Linked DNA regions of Mus musculus: regions 1 and 2 are each linked to region 3. A link is a contact called in public HiChIP or PLAC-seq data. All regions are on one chromosome and are shown on one strand. Each heading gives the region's core, a stretch centred on a gene start, on an enhancer-like site or on the middle of the called end of the contact. The rest is flanking DNA. Distances are from core to core; before and after follow the strand shown. Region 1 has its middle 14 kb from the start of Krt32. Region 2 has its middle 5.5 kb from the start of Krt31. Region 3 has its middle 14 kb from the start of Krt14.

The links. HiChIP or PLAC-seq counts read pairs in DNA pulled down with a chosen protein or histone mark.
Region 1: a contact with region 3 is called in an HNF4G HiChIP or PLAC-seq map of pancreatic cancer cells. The contact joins two enhancer-like sites. A contact is called at or near these places in 1 of 115 datasets of contacts at active chromatin or transcription factors (pancreatic cancer cells) and 2 of 9 other capture datasets (adipose tissue and embryonic stem cells).
Region 2: a contact with region 3 is called in a FOXA1 HiChIP or PLAC-seq map of pancreatic cancer cells. The contact joins two enhancer-like sites. A contact is called at or near these places in 3 of 39 promoter capture datasets (HPC-7-derived erythroid cells and embryonic stem cells), 1 of 484 Hi-C or Micro-C datasets (nephron progenitors), 2 of 115 datasets of contacts at active chromatin or transcription factors (embryonic stem cells and pancreatic cancer cells) and 1 of 9 other capture datasets (liver).

Annotation. Positions count from the first base shown.
Region 1 is chr11:100,072,569-100,075,505 of GRCm38.p6, reverse strand. No RefSeq gene overlaps it. Among named protein-coding and RNA genes, the nearest start is that of Krt32, 14 kb to the left of the region's middle. Within about 2 kb of position 1,520, at least 9 of the 459 cell types and tissues checked have an H3K27ac peak or open chromatin away from gene starts, as enhancers often do. A contact at or near this core is called in pancreatic cancer cells, where this site is marked.
Region 2 is chr11:100,054,606-100,057,403 of GRCm38.p6, reverse strand. No RefSeq gene overlaps it. Among named protein-coding and RNA genes, the nearest start is that of Krt31, 5.5 kb to the right of the region's middle. Within about 2 kb of position 1,538, at least 47 of the 459 cell types and tissues checked have an H3K27ac peak or open chromatin away from gene starts, as enhancers often do. A contact at or near this core is called in pancreatic cancer cells, where this site is marked.
Region 3 is chr11:100,220,555-100,223,288 of GRCm38.p6, reverse strand. No RefSeq gene overlaps it. Among named protein-coding and RNA genes, the nearest start is that of Krt14, 14 kb to the right of the region's middle. Within about 2 kb of position 1,363, at least 10 of the 459 cell types and tissues checked have an H3K27ac peak or open chromatin away from gene starts, as enhancers often do. A contact at or near this core is called in pancreatic cancer cells, where this site is marked.

The DNA.
Region 1 (2,937 bases), core at 271-2,770, 150 kb after region 3:
GCAGCTTAGGGAATGACACTAGAGCCTAGCGGTGACTCAAAGAACACAGCTGAATTATCTTTAAGAAGATAATATGACACCTTCAGCAAGAGGGGGCAGTATCAGAAAATTCAAATGCAGGTACCCTGTCTTTTATAAGCAAGGAGGCTATATCTGCTGAAGAGTTGTTTCCCATGTAGTGCTGGGGCTAGGGATTGCAGTATTGCATCTGTTCACTCAGTGGGTGGACATAAGCTCATGGCTGGGCATTTGGCTCTTGTAACTCATCTGCAAACTATATTTTCTAGGATCATGGCTCTTGGTGTCACAAGAGTCCCTCTTCTGTGAAGACTCTTTTTCTACTCCAGATAGCTTTGGGCAAGCAGCCACCCCAGAACTCTACCCATTGGTTGTCCAACCTTCAGTACTGGCACCTACTTCAAAGACAGATACTGATGGAATAACCCTTGCCCCAAACCTGTGGACTCTCTCAGTAAAAGCTGACATCTCAGTTCCTGGCCAGAGAAGAACAAAGAAAGAAGATTGCTGTTCAGAGAGCTGCTGGCTGCTCATCTGCCTCTGCCACCACAGGTCCAGAGTGTGTCGCCCTGTGCCAGAGGGTAGAGGCCCATACAAAGAGCTGGTCCAGGTGTTGGAGGATGAGTCTGGCATGGAGGCTCAGCAGGGGTCTCTGGGGGAGTAACTCTGTGCTTGGAAAGTGGTAGTACTAATGGTGGAACATTTACAGGGATGCCCCCTCCTTTAATGGCACAAAGCCCCCAAGTTAGCCTGTTCAGCAATTCTGAATGGAATGCTCTAGGACCAGAAAAGAAAAGCCTAATCTTTCCTATCTGGACACCAGGCCTTGGGGACTGCTAATTTCTAGGACTGGATCTAGGGAGAACAACTCATATAGCACTAGTAAAGAGCATAGAGGGCCCCAGGTTCCCTGTCACTGGGTGTGGGGGTGTAGTGCTTCTGGGGACACCTAATGAGAACCAGCAAAAGGGGTTCTACAGTTCAAGAGTCCGGCTGAGGTGGCTCCCAGACTGTGCAGGAGTCCTCTAGGCCTAAACCTATCTCTTGGTTCTGGGAGAACTTGATTCTGAGATCTTCTCTTCCCAGCCCCTAATCCCCTTTGCATGCAGGGTTCTGTATTCACCCTGCAAGGCATAGGAGCTCCATTCTTGATGATAACTTCCCAGATGTCTGTACCAAAGAAGAGTTAAGGTGAAATGTGCTTCCTCCCACTCTGAGAATGTCTGTTTCCTGCACGTGATTGACATGCCAAATGAGTCTCTATGTACCACAGGTGTGTGGCCTACCCACCCAGACCTCAATCATGCATCCACATCAACCCTGTAATCCTGGTATTCATGTAGAAGAACCCACCCCACAGAAGGGGGAGGGCAGTTCTTTGCTGAGCCCCAATATCTGGGCTCTAGTCCAGACTTCTCAAGGGTGTGGAGAAGACCTTGTAAGCAAACACATTACTAATTCCCCCTTGGAGTATTGCTATTTATACCAGTGAAATAAGTAGGCACTGTCTAAAGACAAATGAGTAATGGGAAAGTTTAGTTCTCAGGATTGCTGAAGAGGCCTGGCAACCCTTTGCTGTTCATGAACAAAGCAAATCCCATTAGCAAATCTCACTCTGTGAGATGTGAAGTCTCTCCAGGATCTCAAAAGGCAGATTGTATAATCCTCTTTTGCCACAGAGAAAAGGAGAATCCTGTGACTTAACTGAAACCTGTGAGGAGGCCCGAGCCTGCATGCCTGTCTCCGAAGGGTTGCTCTTCACTCCAGCGTCTTTTCTCACACTCCTTTCTCAGACCTCCAAGTCACCACTTCCCAGCCTCCACTAAAGTCAGAACCATCTAGAGAGCTGATATCTGGACTTTACTTGCCAGGATACTGATGCTGTTGGCCTGAAAGTGACTGGGAACAGACTCTCTAGTCATTGACCAGGGTCTGGTCTATTGCAACTCCCATGCTTAGAAGCTGTTTGCATTGGGTTTAGAAGACATTATGTCTGTTCCAGATGTTTCTCACCCCTGTATGTACAACTGTTCCCTGTGCTCTAAGAAGTCAGCCCATCTTACCACGAGTCACAGGTTCCTGGGACACTTGTGCAAACCCTGTCTGTTGGTCCTGACCTGATATAGTAGGTTCAGGCTGGGACCTGAAAATGGGTATTTCTAAGAAGTTCCCAGGCAATGCTGTTGCTAATGGCTAGAAAACTGAGCATTGGCAACAATTCCCTGGAGGATGACAAAACCTGCTTACACAGGAGTTCAGACACAGGTCTTTCCCACTAAAGTCCGGAAGCGGACCTACATTTGTATTGTGTTCCTTCTCTATATTGGCTTCCTCCTCCTAATGATTCCTAGTGGTCTCACATGGAGCCATATCTTTCTGGGGTCCGTGGCAGCACCAGAAAGTGCAGGGGTTGGCTCAGGAGAGGAGCACACATCTCTGAAAGAGAATGATTGCCAGGGTTGCGCAAGCTGCTTTCACCCTTTCCGGGGCCTACCTGATTCCTTCAGACTCACAGTCCAGCGTGGCCCTGGGGGCTCTAGGAAAGCATCTTGGGACTGGTGAGAGGAAGCTATATGTGCACCATGGCCACACTTCTTTCTTCTTTTTCAAGGGTAGGTCTATAGCATACATTACCCGTTGTGAATTTGTAGAATAAACTGATGCGTTAAAAAAAAATCCACTGTCACACATTTGGAAAGCAGGGCCAAGGTGAGTGTGGGAGCTACCTCTTATTGCCTCCCAAGAGATGATTTTATGCATCTCTTTCCAACTCCTCACTCAGAGACACATTACTGGCTTCACTATAGTGGAATATTTATACCACACAAATGGCACACCAAATAAATTAGCATTGATTGCCCTTTCTTTTCTGAAGAGTGAATTCATAAGCACATCTCTGTTTGGGTATTTATCTTTTTT
Region 2 (2,798 bases), core at 289-2,788, 170 kb after region 3:
GTATGATAGCAGAGATTTCTTGAGAGTGACTTTAAAGGAGCCCTGGGTACCCACAACTCTGCAAGGAGAGAGCAGCTGTTATCCTTAGTGGCTGAGTCAAGACTTGAACCCCTGTCTCTTTGAAATAGGTCCAAAGTCCATTCCTTGGAAGCTTTGAAGGGAAAAAATTACACAGAAACTTTAGGGCTGGTTCTGAAACTGTGGTTCTCCGGCCAGCAGCACCAGCATCGGCAAGGGCCCGTTGGATGTGCGTAATTTGGAGCCTTTCCTCAAACTTTCTGAATCAGAAGTCTGCTGTTATCAAGGCTTTCAGGTGATTCTGATAGATATTCAAGTTGGAGGGTATCTATCAGAATAGAGGTCTGGGCAAGGTGTACATTTAGGGAATAAGCCCCTGTTTGGCCAGACACTATAGAGGGTTTGGTCTTGTTTTCTTGATGCATCCAACCCATGGTTGAGGAGTGCTCTGTGCCATGGAGACAGTATCTCTTGTGCATCCAGAAACTCTTAAAGTGTGAAATGATGGTGCCTGCTGAGTCTCACACACTGTAAGTCTGGAGTGGTCCAGATGTACCGGTCCACTCGAGCTCCCTAAGAAGTTCCACTCGTGAGTGTATTTTTCTGGCAGCTGCCTTGGCCTAGGACCCCAAGGAAACTGGCACATAATCTGGATATTCCATACAAGGCTGAAGTGGCCAAGAACAAACAGGTCTCCAGAATTCAACATCATAGCTGACCAAAGATGAGAAGCATCTCTGGAGCTATTTAAAAGGATGTTTTATAACCTCCAAGGAGGGCATTCAGGTATTTGATGGGGCTGGGTGTGAGGTGATGGAGGCAGTCAGTCTTCTGGCTCCTACCCTCTCTGAACCCTGCTTCCTGGTTCTTACTCACCAGCGAAACCACAAGTGCTTGAGCAGGCTTTGCTCCCCACCCTCCTGCTCTGTAAACGCTACAAATTACAGTAGCTGGCTGCGAAGCCTGCAAGGACAGCTGGCGGTGGTTTAATCCAGCCCCTATCCTGGTAGGGAGCTTGGGTACAGAAGTGGCCATAGTCTCAAGCTCCAATGGTAAAGGGAGAGCAAGTGAGAATGTGGCTGCTCTGCCTGTAATTATTCTCAACCTTAGACTCCTCTTGTCCACTGGCAACTGTCCACGTGGGCTCTGATTTGGTTGTGAGGACTTGAGACGTTTCCCATGGGATGCTCAGGGAAGGTCAGAGGCTGTCACACTCTCCTCTTCATGGTACCTCTGCTCTTTTCTCTAAACTGTGGAGTGTGGCACAGGTAACCCATGCCCGAGGCTCTCACCAACGGTAGTCATAATAAGAAAGCACAATCTTGATTGGCCCTACTGGAGCAAGTACCTGGCCCAACCAGCCTCACTCCTCCACTGTGCTTAAATAGCTTCTTTTATCCAACAAGTTCAAAGCTGCCTGACAAAATAAACCATCTTACTCTTGCACCACGACAGAGTAAGTGAGCATCAATCTTTCCATTTAAGGAAGAGGGAGGGAGGGTGAGTCACACAGTGGTTGAGGGATTCTTTTGGTGGCACAGAGTGAGTCAGTGAGGCCTCAGGGGGATTGACCTGTGCTTCCAAGGTTCATATCCAATGCCACTGTCACTTACAATGAGACAATTAGGTGTGAGGAGGTTGCATGCCAAGTGGTTTGGCTTCCTGGGAAGAAATGCTGGGTCCAGGGGTTACTATACCTGGAGTAGTGTGTGTGTGTGTGTGTGTGTGTGTAGATTCCCTGGAAACACAACATCTTCTCATTACCAGCACTGGAATCCTGATCATGATGATGAATTATTCTTTTCCTCCTCCTCCACGTCAGCAGACAGATGTATTGAAAACTTATTACAAATTAAACACTGATCTAAATTGTAGATAAGTCTATATACATAAGCCCACTTAATCCTTACAGTAGTCTCACAAAGTCAATATCGCCATTTTCCACTTTGAAGATAAGGCTCCAAGGCCCCAAGAGAGTAACTAACACATTAAAGATCACATGGTTGTTGAATGAAGAATACAAGATTCAGACCCAGATCAGTCTGCCTCTAAAACCTGCGCTCTAACCACTGTGTTTTCCGAAGCCAGGTCTCAGACTTCATCAGTGGGATGAACAGAACCATGACTATTGTTTTGTTCTTTTCCTTAGAGCAGTGGTTCTCAACCTTCCTAACGCTGTGACCCCTTAATACAGTTCCTCATGTGGTGCTGACCCCACAACCATAAAATTATTTTCTTTGCGACTTCATAACTGTAATTTTGCTGTTGTTTGTGAGCCATCTGTGTTTTCCGATGGTCTTAGGTGACCCTTGAGAAAGGCTCACTTGACCCCCAAAGGGGTTGTAACCCACAGGTTGAGAGCCACTGCACGGGAAGAAAGGAAGATGCTGCTGTTATAGGAATCGTTCTGAGTTGAGGACATTAAGGTATCCTTCATAGTCTCTCCAAGTATCTCCAAGTACAATTTTAATGCCTAGGATTTGATGAAGAAGCTTGATCTATACTCCACCCCACCCCTGCTGCCATATCCCCAAACTACAGCATCTACCAAGGAAGAAGAGATGAGGTCTGAAGCCTTCATCTGTGTCCACTGCTTTTTACCATTTACAAAAGAGTTTCGACGATCAGTTTGAAAGGAGAGAGTCAGAGAAAGCATGGCCATCCTTGCGGAAGATCTCAGGCTGAAAGAAGAGAGGAGTCCCCTTTCCAGGTTCACAGAAGAGGGGGTAAAACTAGACACTCAAGCCTCCACACCTTTGAGGTTTGGTGTGAAGAGGGCA
Region 3 (2,734 bases), core at 114-2,613:
GGTGTGGATCCCATGTTCCCCGTGTGTGGGAGCTGTTGGAAAGAGTGGTTGGTGCTACTATGCTCAAATGGTTTGCCTCTGATCTGTGGACCCATGGGAAATTCATGAGAAAGGCTGCCCCTACACAGATAAGGAAGCTGAGGTGTGTATTTGCTGGTTTTGCTTTATTATGATAAATCACAGGATGCTATGCAACTTCACAAAGCCATTTGTTTTGGCTCATGGCTTCAGAGGCTCAGAGTCCCATTGGCTCAGCCTCTGGTGATGACCTTCTTGTAGGTAGAATCCCAAAGTGGCATAGGGCATCACTTGATAGGACACACAGGAGTGCCAGTGCTTATCTGTTTATCTTGTCTCCTCTTTTTTTTCTTCTGTAGCCACCAGGATTCAATAATGACCTTATTTTAATGGATTCACTTTGCAAAGATGCCCCACCTCCCAACACTGTAGTTGGGTTTAAGTGTCCACCTTCCTGATACCATAGAAATAACTGCAGGAGTTGGGTTCCTGCCTAAGATCCTGGGGGAGAGAGGTGTCATGAACTGTATTCAAATCACAGCAAGGCCCAAGATAATCAAGAGGGGCTGGGAGGAGTAGTATTCTTGGGGCTCAGCAGTAGGTAAAACTCCTTGAAGATCAGGGGTGGCATTTTCCTTGCCCATTGCTACATTTTGCAAACATAAAACAGTTGCCTTTTAAGGCAAAATGGGAAGGAAATTCAGTTGGTAGAGTGCTTGCGCAGTATGCCCAAAGCTCTGGGTTCTGTTCTCCAATACCACACAAATCAGGACTCCAGTGGTGGAGGCAAGAGGATTAGAAGTCCAAGGTCACCTTGGCTTTGTGATTTGAGGTCAGCCTGGAGTACAGGAGACCCTATCTCAGCAAACACACCATGCACAGACACAAATAATACCCAGCGATATTAAGACAGAAATAGTGCCTTGATTCTAGGAGCTTCTCTTAGACAAGGGACCTGACAATCTACCTGGAAATGCCTGCTGATCCAAGTCCCATATCAGCCCTGGCTGCTTCTTGAGCTTCCCGGTCAGGATGGAGAGACTCACGGTGTACCTTGTCACTTGTCCAGTTTGAACACACCCTCAGATTCCTTATGCCTGAGTTAGTGTCAAGGTTTGTGAAACACTGTTTTAGATAATTGCTAAGACAATGGCTAGTGCAAGAGTTAATGATAGCCCGCAACTCTCCCCCGCTGATGCAAATCAATTAGTGGTTAGCGTGTGAGGTTTACTTTCTTTGGGCTTTTTGTTTCCAAGAGCTATAAAAAGTTCAGTGTTTCTTCCCAGTGTCTGAGAGAAGCAATTTCTTATGCTAGACCGCCCACTACTGTGGTTTAAGCCTCTGACGCTCTCTGAAGACAAACACAGAGGAAGCAGGCGAAGCTTGGTGTTTTGTTAGTCAACCAGCTACATTAGACTTTATCTAGCAAGTATGGGCGGGCTCCTTGGGCCATGGGTGGGGCTAAGCCGAGGAGCTTTGGTTAAAAGTCTGCTCTCTCAGGCTGTCATGGAACCTTCTCAGAGGAGTTTCTGTCAGGGAGGCTCATTGTATGGGCACAGGGTAGCCTCCATGGGAGGAAGATAATGCTGTAGAAGACAAGTACTGTTTTGAGTCCTGAGGGATGGCATTCTTGACCTGGCCCTTCCTCTACTGTTATCTGGGTTGCTATGGAGACAGACATAGGTGTAGCTCTACTCCCAACAGTTGAATGTTTCTGATGGGATCTTGTGCAGATAAAGGGGTGACAGGCAGATACCAGCACTTCTGGAGACTTCCTTTCCAATTTTACCTCTTGTTGACACATCTGGCCTCAAGGGTCCTTCTTCTTCCTCCAGTTATTAAGCTGTTACACATAAAGTGGATGCCTCTCTCCTTTCCTTCATTTCTCTATGGCAAAATAGAAAATATAAGAAAAACACTTTTCTATCTCTTAGTGCTCAGAGTTTTAAGTTCCCTTAGAGTATTTTCTAGCTGCATTATACATGGTATGTGTGGAAGATAATTTTTCAAATTGCACAAGTGCTACCTTTAATGTTAAGTTTATAGAAAGGTGGTGGTGGTGGTGGTGGGGTGCTGGAGAGATGGCTCAGCAGTTAAGAGAACTGGTTACTTTTCCAGAGTTCCTGAGTTCAATCCCCAGCAACCACATGGTGGCTCACAAGCATCTATAATGGGATCTGATGCCCTCTTCTGGTCTGTGTGGAGACAGCGACAGTGTACTCACATATAATAAGTAAATAAACAAATATTTAAAAGTTAATAGAAAAAAATAAGTGCCAAAGGATGTAGGAGCCAGGAGCTGTGGCACACCCACCACCCCAGCTACTCAGGAGGCTGAGGCAGGAGGATCACTTGAGCTCTAAGTTGTTTGCTTGGTTCATTGAGTTGGTTTGATGTTTTTGCTTTCTTTTTCTTTAGAGGGGCTGAGGATTGAACTGAGAGACTCATGCATGCTGAGCAAGCACTAGATCCAGTATTTGCCTGTTTGATTGATTGTTTTTAATCGGGGACTCACCGTGTAGCCCAAACTGGCCTTCAACTCAAGATTTTCCTACCTCTGCCTCTCAAATGCTGCAGTTACAAGAACCACGATACCTGTCTTTGCAGCCTTTTTAAATTTGGAAATTGATGTGGTATTCAATAAGTAAATTCCCCCTTTCCATCTTTAGTATTTTGGGGGACAAGGTGTCATGTAGTTGAGGCTAGCCTCAGACTC